Regions from separate parts of the Canis lupus genome. Here region 1 is linked to region 2. Evidence: chromatin contacts called from public Hi-C data. All regions are on one chromosome and are shown on one strand. The core of a region is the stretch at or near the end of the contact, and the rest is flanking DNA. Distances in the headings are between cores, read along the strand shown. Region 1 holds the start of SH3GLB1 (endophilin-B1). Region 2 holds the start of SELENOF (selenoprotein F).

The links. A called contact is a pair of places that touch in the nucleus more often than the background predicts.
Region 1: a Hi-C map of blood shows a contact between it and region 2, with 2.5 times the contacts expected there. The contact joins the promoter of SH3GLB1 here to the promoter of SELENOF in region 2. A contact is called at or near these places in 2 of 9 Hi-C or Micro-C datasets (amygdala and blood).

What each region holds. Positions count from the first base shown.
Region 1 is chr6:62,004,404-62,011,325 of UU_Cfam_GSD_1.0, forward strand. It overlaps SH3GLB1 (endophilin-B1), which reads right to left and starts at 3,012. Exons shown (of 9, transcript XM_038541469.1): 1 at 2,644-3,012. The coding sequence starts at 2,715. LOC119872280 (a long non-coding RNA gene) reads left to right here and starts at 3,316. Exons shown (of 4, transcript XR_005361312.1): 1 at 3,316-3,812.
Region 2 is chr6:61,830,342-61,837,375 of UU_Cfam_GSD_1.0, forward strand. SELENOF (selenoprotein F) reads left to right here and starts at 4,199. Exons shown (of 6, transcript NM_001114760.2): 1 at 4,199-4,509; 2 at 4,511-4,559. The coding sequence starts at 4,484. HS2ST1 (heparan sulfate 2-O-sulfotransferase 1) reads right to left here and starts at 3,809. Exons shown (of 7, transcript XM_038541464.1): 1 at 3,375-3,809. The coding sequence starts at 3,498.

The DNA of each region.
Region 1 (6,922 bases), core at 1,762-4,261, 170 kb after region 2:
ACGTAATAAAAAAGCCCCCAGTACTGTGCAAAATGTCAAACATTCAAAAGTGTAATAGTATATTGAAACTCAACTTCAAAACTGTCAACATTCTGCCAATGTTTCAACTAGTCCCCTTTTTTCTCTTCTGGAATATTTAAAGAAATCCTCAGACATGCTATAGTTTATACATAAATATTTCAGAAACTATTTCTAACAGATACAGACTTAATGTAAAAAAGACATATTGAAGGAGTCTGTTCCTCCTGAAATCTATCCCTTCTCAGTATATGGCTCAAGCCAAAACCTTACAGTCATCCTTAACTCATCTTTCCTTCCTAACCTACAGCCAATTTGGGAACCATACTGAAAAGATTCTGAACCTTCTATGATATCATCTCTCTCACCTACGTTCTATCACCTTTTGCCTATGCTATGGCTACAGCTCCCTAACTGATGTCCCTAGTACGCCAGAACCTCAAAGTATTTGGACTTTTTCCTTCTGCCTAAAGTGCTTTTCCTCCAAAAAACTGAACTATCACTTCCTTGAGGTCTCTTGGAATTTGATCCTACTAGAAAGGCTTGTCGTAATCTTATGTCTAAATAAGATGGCAAAAATTGCCACCACCACCCGCCCCCCGCCCCCCCGCCATTAACTTATCACCTGTGACCTTTTTTCTCTATCATCTGATGTATTTACTGTTTGATTGTAAGCTCCAGGAGTGCAGATGTCTTGCTAATTTTATATACTGGTATTATCACCAGTGTCCAAAATAGTAGTGTCAGGCAGACACGGTATAGGCATAGAAGTATTTAATAGTGAAAATTATTTGATAGCTAACAGATTAGCATAGACTTTAAAAACTAAAGAATGTGAAACTATGAGTAACTGAAATTCATCTAGGAACTACATCTTTTGAGAGCTTTGCTAGATTTTTTAAATAAAGGCTACCAACAATTTAAATCAAATTCTAGTACACGTGTCCTATTTAAACGGTGGATTATGTACCTGAAAACAGACCTGTCTTTAAAACAGTGTCATCATAATGTCAAATCTCCACTCAGCAAACAAAATCATTGGGAATCAGAAATAAACAACACCAAGGGCCTCTTTTCAGGTTACATTAAGTCTCATATATCAAATTCATTTCAGACCTTCAACCACTCGTTCTCTTGCCCTCCGTCTCTGAGCTATTCAAAGTAGGTTAATTTAAATCAAGAAATTATTTTAACCGTTCCACTCAATGTCTTCACAACATAGCTTATATTTTCATGGAGAAAGGGGAGCTAGCCTATCACTTACTATGCAGATGTCAGAATTTAGAAATCAAGACCAAGAAGGAATTTCGCATGCCTTAACCGCTACTTGCTTCAATGTGACTGAAATGCTGAGATTCGAGTACCAGGCGATATTTAAGGTCTCTCCAGCCTGTTGTATTCTTACTACTCTCTATCTGCAAAGCCTACCCTGGAAGAGAGGAGCAGCCTGCAACCAGCAGCACACCAGACAGCAAGCTTACTAGCCGTGCAAGTTAAGCGAGTTTCTTAACCTCTCTGAGGCGGCCTCCTCATATATAATAGGAGCTCACAACATCTGGCAAAATTAGATAGGATAATCTGTCAAATGCCTTGCAACTGTGTGACAGTTTTTTCCCCACAACATAAGCAGCTATTACTTCGCTCTAGTTCTTCCATTCCGCCCCCCCCCCCCTTTTTCTTCCTTCTTCTTCATTTATTTCGCCAGGAACAGTGCACTGTAAGAGCAACTCTAACAACAAAACTGGGGGCAAAGGAGACAGAGTAGTAAACGCCGGACGCGTGACTTACACCGCGGTTATCTGTTTTGGTAGGCCTGTCAGAAAACTAGTTTTTGTTTTCTCTTCACAGAGGAGAATGTTGTTCTGCCGGGACTATGCCATTGCCTTAAAACGCCGGCTGGCTTGTAACTCGTGTTGTGGTGAAATTCTACGTCTGTTCACAGATTTAACGGAGTCGGCATAATGTGGGCGACGACGGGGGAAAACCGTCCCCGGGTCCCCAGGGCGGACGCCTCCCTGACTGCGCAACGCCGCCAGAGAGCTACATCTGAAACGCAGAACTGGCGACAACGGCGCCCCCCCCACACCCCCACCCCCCACCCCCACCCCCGGCTCCTCTCCGCGTCCGGCAGCCGCCGCTGCTTCCCACTCTCAGCGTGAGCGGGAACCCCCGAAGGCCGGGCCTCCCGGGGCCTCGGCGGAGCGGGACGCCCACCGGTGACCGTCCTGTCAGGGAGACGGGCGGCTGACGGAAAAGGAGACTTCTGGGACGCGGCGGCGAGAGCGAGGCCGACCTGAGGGAAGGTGGGGGCGGTGCGAGGAAGTCCGTCCCTCGGCCGCTGCGCGCGGCTCCAAGGGCCCTCGCACCGGCGCCGGCGCCGCGGGGCGGGAGCGCCGCGGGGGGAGCTCCGGGCCCCGGCCCCACCCGGCCTCGCTTCCGGAGAAGCGGCGGTGGAGCGCCAGGGGGCCTGGAAGACGGCCGCGGGGCCCCGGAGGGGAAGCAGGCCGCGCCCAGCACCCAGCACCCAGGCCTCCGGCCGCAGGCCCGCCCGCCCGCCCGGGGGAACCGGTGCGGAGAGCGCCGCCGCCCCTCCTCCCAGCCCCCGGCCCCCGCCCGCCGCGGTACCTGCACTGCGCGGCTGAGGAAGGTGCCCGCGTCGGCCGCCAGCTTCTTCACGTTGAAGTCCATGATGTTCATGCTGGGCGGCAGCCGGGCTGGTGCGCCGGGAGGGAGTGGCGGGGGCAGACGTGGTAGGTGGAGGGAGGCGGCGCCAGGCCCGCCGCCGCAGCTGTCGTTTCCGCGAAGGGGAAGCGAGAGGGTGGGGCGAGGAGAGCGAGCGAGCGAGGGCCTCGGGGCGGGCCGCGCGCCCCGGGGGGGGCGGGGGGGTTTGGGGGGCGGCGGCCGAGCCCGAGGCGCTGGGAGCTGAGCGTTAGCGTCGGCGCCAGCCGCGGGGGGCGTGCGGGACACTGACGCGCCGGTAATCCGCCATGGGGGGCGGGGCCTCGGGCGGAGGAAGCCGGCGCCCGCCGCGGGGTGGAGCCTTTCCAGAGGCTCTCGCGGGAACAGCGACCCCTCCTGGGTCGCGGCGGCGCAGTCGCGGGGCGCGCCGGAAGCTGGGGCCGCGGCGCCGCCGGGAGGTCGCGCCGCAGCCTCCAGAGCCGAGTGGCTGTGGTCGGCGTGCAGGTGAAGCCCCTGGAAACCGCAAGCAGAGATAACCCCAATTATCCCCCCCCCCTTTTTTTTCTAAAGATTTATTTACTTGTTCATGACAGACCCAGAGAGCGAGGCAGAGGGAGCCCGACGCGGGACTCGATCTCGGGACTCCGGGATCTCGCCCTGGGCCGAAGCCGGCGCTCAGCCGCTGAGCCACCCGGGCGTCCCCCTTTTTTTGTTGTAAGAGAAAATTGGAAAATTGTAGCGTCGGATTACACCCTCCGTGAGATCAGAACCAGCAGTTCGCTGTCATGCTGTAGCACCCGGCTGCAGAATAGGGTTGAAGTTATAGTCCCCACCGAGTCGGCTGTTGATTCAGCATGATCGGGGGTCTTCTGTGCACCAGGACTGAGGCAGGGGCTGGTCAAGACTGTCCCGGGCCGCAAGAAGCTCGCAGTTCGGTTACTTGACAACCGTCCGGGTCTTCACGCCCCCACCTGAAGCTCTTTTAACAGTTTGCAGCTGCAGGGACTTTGTGACTGCCTGGATTACCGGAGCAACACTCTAGGCCTCCTATGTGCAAAAGTCTGGTGACGGGGGACACGAAGTGCCAGGTGGAGGACACATAGAAGTATAAAGTGGTGAGTGAGATAGATTAACTCTTAAGCCCTAACAGCCAGCCTGGGGGATTCTTTCTTTCTTTTTTTTTTTTTTTAAAGATTTTGTTTACTCATGAGGGACAGAGAGAGAAGCAGAGACACAGGCAGAGGGAGAAGCAGGCTCCAGGCAGGGAGCCCGACGCGGGATCCGATCCCCGGTCTCCAGGGTCACGCCCTGGGCCGAAGGCAGCGCTGAACCGCCGAGCCACCCGGGCTGCCCCAGCCTGGGGAATTCTAATGACAAACGAGAATATGATGCGGAATCTGTTCAGGAGCCCACGATCCCATGTAACTTCCTAAGCATCTTTCATGATACAGCCTAAGCTTGAATTAAGTTAAAATAGGTGCTAGCACAGAGGGAGAGACAGTATTTCAAGAGTAAGAAAACAGTCCATGTTATTTTTTTTTTTTTTGTCGCTGTGTCTTTGACATTAGGGCTGGGAAAATGCAGGCCCAGCAGGCAACGAGACGAGCCCATGTTCGCACTTAAGTGATTTACTGAAGCAGTCTCAGAAGCCCTAGCTGTTATTAAAGGCTGAACGATTACTTCCTAAAAGACATAACGAACAGCAGATACATATAAAAATATCCGTGTTCTTTTTTTTTTTTTTTTTTTTTTTTGTGGTGGTGACAGAAGCAACTGCTTCTTTCTAAGGTAACTCCAAAAGAATGAGTCTCCAAGACGGAAACCACTTCATGTATCTGTCATCTGTTTTCCCAGAAATAAGGAAATGTGTAATCAGGAATCTTGTTTTTCACTTACTGTCCATTTTAGATTTTTATATAGAAAAGCACTTTTTTCTAGACGTCTACTTTCACAATAGGTATATTTGCCATAATCTATGGCATAATTGTTCTATTTTAGGATCACAAGACTGTGTCCACCATTAAAGGAAAAAATTCTGAATCCTCTTCCTCAAACATGTAGATCTTCCTAACTTGAAAACAACAACAAACTGTTCACTTCTTCCTATTGAGCCCTTCCGGGCTATAATACTGTTTCTGTTGTTTCACTGACAAAATCATAAGACTTCCATTTCCTTACTATCCATTTCTTCCCTGTTTGAATGCAGTTGACTTACACTGCTATAACTATACCTAAATAGCATTCTTGAGGTTGCCAGTTATCCTCTTGATTAACTCATCGGCTTTTTCTCAGACTTCACAGTGACTAGTCACCACCTTTCCAACGATGCACTCCTTTAGAGACCCTTATAATTTCCTGGTTTTCCCTCTACCTCCTGGACTTGCGCATTCTATTCTGCTAGCACTTCTGATGGCTTTACTGTACATATTTTTTAAGTTGAATGTTTAGCACTTTTTTGTTCTCTTTTCTTTCATTAGTTTCTTAATCATGACTTCAATTATACCACTTCGTTTTTGTTTTTTTTTAAGATTTTTTTTTTTTTTTTTAATTAATGAGAGACACAGAGAGAGAGTCCCCGACGCGGGACTCGATCCGGGTCTCCAGGATCAGGCCCTGGGCTGAAGGCAGCTCTAGATTGCTGAGCCACTGGGGCTGCCCACCACTTCATTCTTTTATGCATTCATTCAGTAAATATTTTTTGGACATCTATGTGCCATACAGCATTAGTCTTGTGGCTAGAAATATGGCAGGCAACAAGACAGATAGCCCTTGCTGTCACGGGAGTTTGTGACTAATCTGGTAAAACAGAAATTGAATAAGCAAAGTGTGGTGAAATGCCAAGGAGGAATCCAGAGTGCTTTTAAATGTTCACTTCCAGCCTGTACCTAGTAACCTGAATTCTAATTTCGAGGTTTGGTCTTTCTGTAAGAGTTCTAGATCAACTTTTAATGCTTTCTTTTTCTGCCACCTACACTAACTTATTCCAGTACAAAGTGTTATGAAAGCAGTATTTTAAAAATCATACAAAGTACTGAATACCTGAAGTGTTCTCCAAAATTTATAGCTTAATAAACAAACCCTTTATAAAAATGGTATAGTAGGTAGTATGATATGCGTTTTAATTTTTTTTTTTTCCTAGTGGCTGACAAGGTGTTCATTACCTCATGTCTAAACCAATGACATCTAAAGTGGTGGTATATGTACTTCATTGGGGTGTGCAATATGATCCACTAGAGTGCAGAAAAAATATTGGAAGTTTGGTTTGTATTTTATCTAACATGGGAAAAATTTGTTTCATTAATTTTTTCAAAAATACAGGTTGACACTGGTGTCCTTTGTTTGCACTCATAATTTAAACACATGTCACAAGTAGTAAATGAAGTATCCTAAGGGAAGAGTGGGAGTTTCAAAACTTGGAAGAACCGAAATAACTAATCTCCTTTAATTATTTGCATCAGTGTATGGTAACATACTACAGTGTGGCTGGTTAAGTGTAATTGTAGATCATATTATTGATTTAGTTTTAAATAAACCACAAAAATGGGCAAGTAGCCTGAAGTGTTTTCCCCACCCTCTTATACTGTTAGTGGGCATGCAAACTGGTGCAGCAAGTCTGGAAAATAGTATGGAGTTTCCTCAAAAGGTTAAAAATAGAACTACTGTATGACCTAGCAAATGCTCTACTAGATATTTACCCAAAGGATACAAAAATACAGATTCAAAGGGGTACACACGCCCTGATTTTTTTTTTTTTTGAATATTTCATTTATTTTTTTGAGAGAGCAAAAGAGAGCAAAGCTCACTAGTGGTGGGGAGGAAGAGGGACAAGCAGACTCCACACTGAACCTGGAGCCAATGTCAGGCTCATTCCCACAACACTGAGATCATGACCTGCTGAAATCAAGAGCAGGTTGCCCAACCAGCTGAGCCACCCAGGTGCTCCTACTCTGATATTTATAACAGCATTATCAACAATAGCCAAACTATGGAAGAGCCCAGATGTCCTTTGACTGATAAATGGATGAAGATGTGATACATATACAGTGGACTATTACTCAGCCATCAAAAAGAATGAAATCTTGCCGTTTGCAATGACGTGGTTGGAGCTGGAATGTATTATGCCTAGCTAAATAAATCAGAGAAAAACAAATACTGTATGTGGAATTTAAGAAACAAAACAGATGAACCAATGGGAAGAACAAAAAAGAGAGGGAAGCAAACCATA
Region 2 (7,034 bases), core at 2,949-5,448:
ATTGGCTCCATGTTATCTCCCATATCTCATTAGAAAAATTAAGTATACATTTTAATAAAGTTTTTCAACATAACACCCCAGAGAACTTTTTACATAACTAATGTGTTTGTATCCTGAATGTAACTCACAACTTGCATGTTATAACATGCTAATATTAAAAACAAAGAAATAAAAAATGTGCTTCATTAAATACGAACCATCTACTGCAAGTCAGTGTTTCCTACCATTAAGGGGATCACATATGCCTTTGCAAATCTGATGAAACCTATACATATAATTTCAGAGAATTCATGGATGCCTTGAAGCCTATCATAGGTCTTGAGAGTTTAAGGAATCTGTAACTAGTAGAAAAAATGGAGTCCAAAATCAATCCAAAAACATAGGAAATTTTAATATATGAAAAAAAGGAATTGTAATATATGAAAAAAAGAACTGTAACATACAGAGGAAAACAGATGATTCGTTAATATATTATTTGCCATAAGTTGCTATTCATTTAAGAAATAATCTCTATAAATGTATAAATGCTTTAATGAACTAAATGTAAAAAATAAAAATTATAAGATACTATAACAAAATATAGAGAATGTACATAATCTTGGTTGGGAAAAAAATCTTCCCAAGTAACAAAAGAAATCTACTTCCCTAAAATGATAGATTTGTGTAAACTTTATAACTTTTGCATAAGCCTGCAAAAACCCTTACACTTAGAGAAAACAACTCCAGACTTTTATGCTACAACAGAAATAAACTATTTCAGTCATTTCATTGTGTAATATTATTATGTTCATTATTTAGATATAAACAAGGAGCAGACATTACACTAAACCAATTTCTTTGTGTCAGAAATTAGATTTTCCCAGAATTATATTCATTCTTAGCAATAAATGCAATTAAACATTGATATTACTATTTAAAAATTCTATTCAAACTGCTAAATCTTGGTCTAATGTCAATATAAAGTCCCAAGCAGCCTGGTATAATTAAAGAAGCACTTGATTTGGAATCACACGTACCTGGGTTCCAATCCTGACTTTAGCACTTTTAGCTATGTGGTCAAATGTATAACCTATAAGCCTATTTCTGCATCTGTAAAGACAGCTTTCTATGGTGTTCTTGGAAGATTACATAAGAATATCACATATGGAAGTGCCTGGTATAGAGGCTATGGTCAAACTATGCCTTCTGCTTTCCTTCCCTAAGGAAGATTATTAACTGGTAATAACTCTTTTAGTACTGCTTTTTGTAAGGCTTTTCTTTTTAAAAAATCAAGACTGCTGATACAAAGTTACACATTTTACTTGCCATGTTTTTGCAGCTCCAGAGCATTGATATTTCCTGCAAGCGTTTTGTATTTGAGCTCTTCTTGGCTCATTTTTGAGTATTTGGTTTGATCTGTACTTCCTATTTATGATGAAATTTAAAGGTTTCTTGTAAACAATCATGAAAAAAAAAAAAAAACAGACCTTCTACCTGTGGCTTTCTACACGTTAAGATAATCCTCTCTTTAAAAATCAATTAGGTTGTGTCTATGGAAACCACTTTCAAGTGTTATGAAAAAAATCTGAGGCAAAAAAAAGAAAAAATTGAAGTTATCCTAACCACTGCAATGTGTTCAAATCTTAATTTTAACATAACTTTCAAATTTCTCTAAGATGAGTCATTTTTTTCTGTAAAGTTGGATCATTAATGAGGCCAGAATATGGCCCTGAATGCTAAGTGGATCCAAACAAAAAGGAAACGTGTTTTGGTCAATTGTCAATGTTGAAGGTGATTAATTTTTCCATCACACAAGACACATTAATAAAATCACGGTAAATAAACTTAGTATCTCTTCAAAATTGTACAGGTAAGTTTTACCCTAGCGTTGAGGACTGGAATTATCCTCAGCTCCTCCTTCAATTTTAGTTGCACTTCGATTAGATTTGATAGATGGCTCTTTAAAACGTTTCCACGCTTTTTCCAAAGTCTGCCAAAACTACAAATAGGCAGCTGTATTTCTAACGTTACAACTATTTACTAATACTTTTCCCTTCACGTTAATTATCATCCACAGCAGCTTCTGGCTGTCACTTGGTCTAAATGATTTTGCTGCTGGTATTTTAAGTGCTTGCTTCTCAAAAAGTATTTCAAAGGCTGCTGAGGTGAACGTATACACATAAAATCACTTCGCATTACTTCTCCATATTCAAACTACCGCCTCTTGAGCCGACTTTTAAATGCCACGTACATTTTTAAATCAAAGTGTATCGCAAACATTCTTTTAACACCTCCTCCCCATCCCAAACGCCTCCCAAATGCCAAAGTCCCCTCTTGATTGGATGGGACCTATTACCGGTGCGTTCTGCTGGTCGTTCACAACTTCATACCCCAACGTTATACACTTCAGACCCCTCCGCTCATTAAAGTAAGCACTGTTAACTCCTTAGTTACTTAAGCATATGCTGTATTAACTGTGTAATTTTACTCTTCCTTTCACAAATTTGTCTTTTTTTTTTTTTTTTTTTTTTTTTTTTTTTTTTACAAATCTAAGTCTTAACTGCAATTCCCCTTCAGCGTTCCCTCCTCCTATAAGCTCACTACATCATTCCTGGGGGCCACGTACATACATATTCCTATTCTTAAACCTGAATATTAATGAAATTTAGCTTCCCCCCGCCCCGCAAAAAAAAAAAAAAAAAAAAGATTTTTTTTAAAGTAGTTAAATGCCAGGATGCCTCCTTTCAGGATCACGCTGAAGCTTTGTATTTGCTTTCCTGTCCTACCTTGGCAGCCCAGTTCTCCCGTCGGTTGTGTGGTCCCTTGCTGCCCCCAGCACAAGAGTGCAACTCACTACAGTGTATTTCTTTCACTCCCCATCATTCCCAGTATCTCCCTCCATTTCCGAGCATCCATCCCTTGGTGAACCTGTCCGTCCCCCGCAAGGACCTGTATCCAGAGGTGCCCACATCCCAAATCAGAATACCCCTGGACTGACACTGCTCGGGCGGCTTTCAGCAGACTCCAGGAAACACCCGAGGCTGCGCGTTTCTGCCTCCAGCAGCAGTTCCCGCTCCCAGCGAGTTCGGCGTCCTCCTGCCGCCTCCCCCGGGGGAATGCCGACTTCTGATCCCCCTTCGGCACGGGAAAGCCCACCTTGGCGACCTCGCGAGCCCAGCACGCCGCTCCAGCTCGACTCACACCGTCCCCAGAGCTTGTGTTTTCGATGCCCCCAGCCCCAGCTCTCTCTGCAAGCCCTTTCACCCTCTTGCCCCCACCCCCCCGAGCCAGATCGCAGGTTTAGACGCAAAAAGCCTCACTTGCTCCGGTTGCAATGCCTCCCTGTGGCCCGGCCTCTTGCACACCACTCACCCCGGAGGGGCTCTGCTGCTTACCCAGCTTCGATCGGGACTCCTCCAGGTTCTGGATTTGGTTCTCCAAGAAGAGCATCGCCACTGCGAAGGCCACCACCGCCAGCAGCTGCAACTTGGGCGGCATCATAATCCTAAGGAGCCCCATGAAACCCGCTGCTCGGGATCAAGACATACCGCGGGGGGCGGGGAGCGGGGCCCCGGAGGCGAGGCGGACGCCGCGGGGGAGCCCACCGAGCCGGGAGAGAACGGCGAGGAGAGCGCGACAGCCAGAGAAGCACCGCAGCGACCCCCCTTCTCGCCTCCCCGGTCCCCCGCCCCCAGGCGCCAGCACCGACGCCGCCGGTGCCCGCTTCTCCCGGACCGACTCGGCGGCCGCCCCCTCCAGAAGCCCGCGCAGCAAACAGCGCGAAGCGGCTGCCGGGCTCTCGCCTCTCCTACTGCCTCAGCCCCCGACCCCCGCGCCCGCCCGCCCGCCCGCCTGCCTGCCCGCCCGCCTCCTTCTCTTCCTTCCTTCCCTCCCTCCTTCGCTCGCGGCCGCGCGCTCCTCCGCCAGCGCTGCGGCTGCGGCTGCGCCGCCCTCGGCTCCGCCCCCTTGCCCATCCCCCTCCGCCTCCACGCGCACGCATCCACGTACGCTGCTCGGCAACCAGAGGCCCCGCCCCCTGCTCCCGTCCCGTGGCGCCTATTGGCCCGAAGAACCCCGGGAGCCTCCGCTCGTGGTTCGTGTTCCGGTTGGTTTCCTTTGCCAGGGGTGTCAACCAAATCGGCCTGCGATTGGGTAACCCTGGAGAAGGAGGCCGGCCGAAACCGGCGAAGGCGGGGTTTCCTGGCGGCAGGACGAAACGTCGTGAATGAAAAGAAGGAGCTCGGAGCGGCTCGGACTTGGGGGCTTTAGCAGAATGCCTGATAGGGGTTTTCGAAAGGACCCGGCGACTTTATATTCATCTCAAATATAAAGATGTGTGACGGCCTTTTAAGCTTCCATTTACCCTTAGGTAACGGCCGTCTCCGCGGAGTAGGGGATTTGATGGCAACGGCCCTTGGCAGCCAGCTTCGGATCAGGCTCCGGAGTGGACGCCCCTAGCGGAGGGGTCCTCCGGGCAGCCGCAGGCCGACGGCCGAGCGTAGCGATGGCGCCTGGACCCGGCGGGCGGCTCCGGACCGGCGCTGCGGCTGCGGCTGCTGCTGGCTGCGGTCCTTCAAGCGGTGAGTGGCCATCACCTCCGCGGCGGCCCGGAGCGAGGGAGGACTGTTGCGCCGGGGAAGACGAGACATTCAGTCCTGAGTTGGTAGCCACGCTTGGGGAGAGTGCGAGGACTGGGCTTCCTTAGCGCCCGCTGCGCCCAGAAGGCGACGTGGCTTCGTTCCCGGGTTGATGCTTCCCTTCCCCTTCCCCTTCCCCTCCCTTCCCGACTTCTAGCGGCTTTCTCTTGACTTCAGAGTATCTTGAGTAGTACTTAACCTTCTTTTGAGTAGCGCTTCTCTTTTGCAGCGTTCCACCTAAAAACGTGTAAACCGCACAGCGGGGGGGGGGGGGGGGCAATAAATCCCGGAAAGGAATGAAGATGGTTTTCCGACGGGCAGAGGACAAGGGACTACCGTTGCTTGTGATAAGACTTACGAAATTTTAAAAGAACCCCCACCCCCCCACCACCACCACCAAATCTTTGGTCCAGGCTACACTTCCTGTTTCCTTTTTTCCTTTCAATGGTCAGTGGTCTCTAATTTCACCGCTAGCGTTTTCTCTCTGGTCTCTCTTATTCACGTGCTGCTGGATGCATTTCAGGGCCGTCTGCGGTTTTAGACCGTGTTGTTGCAGTAAAGGAGCCACTCGATACTAGAGCATCATTTATCTTTGAAAAAAAAAATTTTTTTAATGCTAGCCTTCATCTCGTTTAAAGTCGGGCACTGTTAACCAACGTTTCTATGTAGTTCTTTACTGACACAACAGATAACGCTCTTAATCTTTGAATGAGGAAGGGCTGATTTTTGTCTTATTTTTCTATTCACTCGTGCACAATTAATATTGGTTAATTCCTCCTGAGAAGGTTGCAATCCATGTTTTGCTACGTGAATGACTTGTTCTTGTCTAGGCACTGTGTAGGAGCTTTTACACATTTCATGAATCAGCTCAATTCTTCGAGTATTCTCTTTGCTGACCCTTCTGAAAAGTTCTTCTCCTAGGATTCCTGGTTTCATTAACTCGTGCGAAGTTTAAGGGAGTTAGGGCCTGTACCGAAGGCCTCTACAAACAGCCTCTGCTTTTCTTTCCTCGGAGAGTTTGAAGATCGTGCCTTTTTGTTTCTGCAACCCCTAAAAGGTGGATTTTTAACTTCTCTAGTATTACGGTATTCTGTTATTCAGGCATTTGGTGCCTTAGAAATTACTGGAAGACCCTTCTCTAAACTTTGTACTGGAGTTTTTTTGTTTTTGTGCATGTGGTTTTTTTTGTTGTTGTAGTTTTTTTTTTGTTTTTTTTTTGTTTTTTTTTTTTGTTTTTTGCCAATCTTAGGTAATTTGAGTTCACCACCTTGCAAAGATAAGGAATAACATTTTACATTGACTTTTCCTGATTTTTCTGTCTTTAATTATCAATGATGTGTAACCATCCCAAAATTTGGTGGCTTAAAATAAAATTTCTCATAATTTGTCAACAGTTCCTCTGTTGATCTCCTCTGGCTCATTATGGAGCTGTGTTGAGCTAGTAGGTCAGCTGAACTGAAAGGTCCAAGTTGGCTTCATTCTTTGCTGTCAGCAAGGGTGACGTGGTTCTCTTCCATGTGATCTCTCATCCTCCAGTAAGCCAACCCAACTTCTTTTCACGGCAGTCTCAGAGCAGCACTCCTAACGAGTAAAAGCTGCAATGGCATTATGACCATTAGGTAATCTACCACTGTGACCATCTACATAATGTAAGTCAGAGAGTTGGGTATTATCTTTGACTCTTTTTTTTTTTTTTTACATGTCTCATATCAGGCAGTTACAAAGTCTTGTCAATCTTTCCTTCCTAAATATCTCTCAGATCCTTGTCCTTAATGTTAATCCCCCATTCAAACCACCATTATTTCTCTCCTTAGCATTAATTGCCTCCTGGTTCACTCTTCTAATTATCAGAACCTAAATGGTTGGCTTTGTCAGCTTCCCAATTGCCCAAGCCAGTAAGTAGTCATTTTAAAAGTCATCTTCACTCTCTGAACCCAATTAACCATTAAACCCTTGAAAATCTCCAAGCCAGTTCACTTAATTCTGGATCCACCAGCAGTACCTAAAATTTTGCTTGCCCACAACAGCTTCCTTAAACCAGGTTCCATATTTCATTTTCTCCCTTTCTAATCCAATCTCTACAATGCATTGAAAGTTGTCTTTTTGAAACTTAAATCTATTATTATTAAAATTCTTCAGTGGTGGGACGCCTGGGGGGCTCAGCCTTGATTAAGCATCTGCCTCAGCCCAGGTCCTGATCCTGGAGTCCTGGGATCAAGCCTCACCACCCCACTCACCCTGCCCTCCTGGTTCCCTACTCAGGAGGGAGTCTGCTTCTCCCTCTCCCTCTGCTCTTGCTCTCACACTAGCTCTCTCAAATACATAAAATCTTAAAAAAAAAAAAAAAGTCTTCAGTGGTTCCCTGTTGCTTTTAAGGTGAAATCTGTTCTGAACCTTCCTTAACAAGGCCTGTTTCAC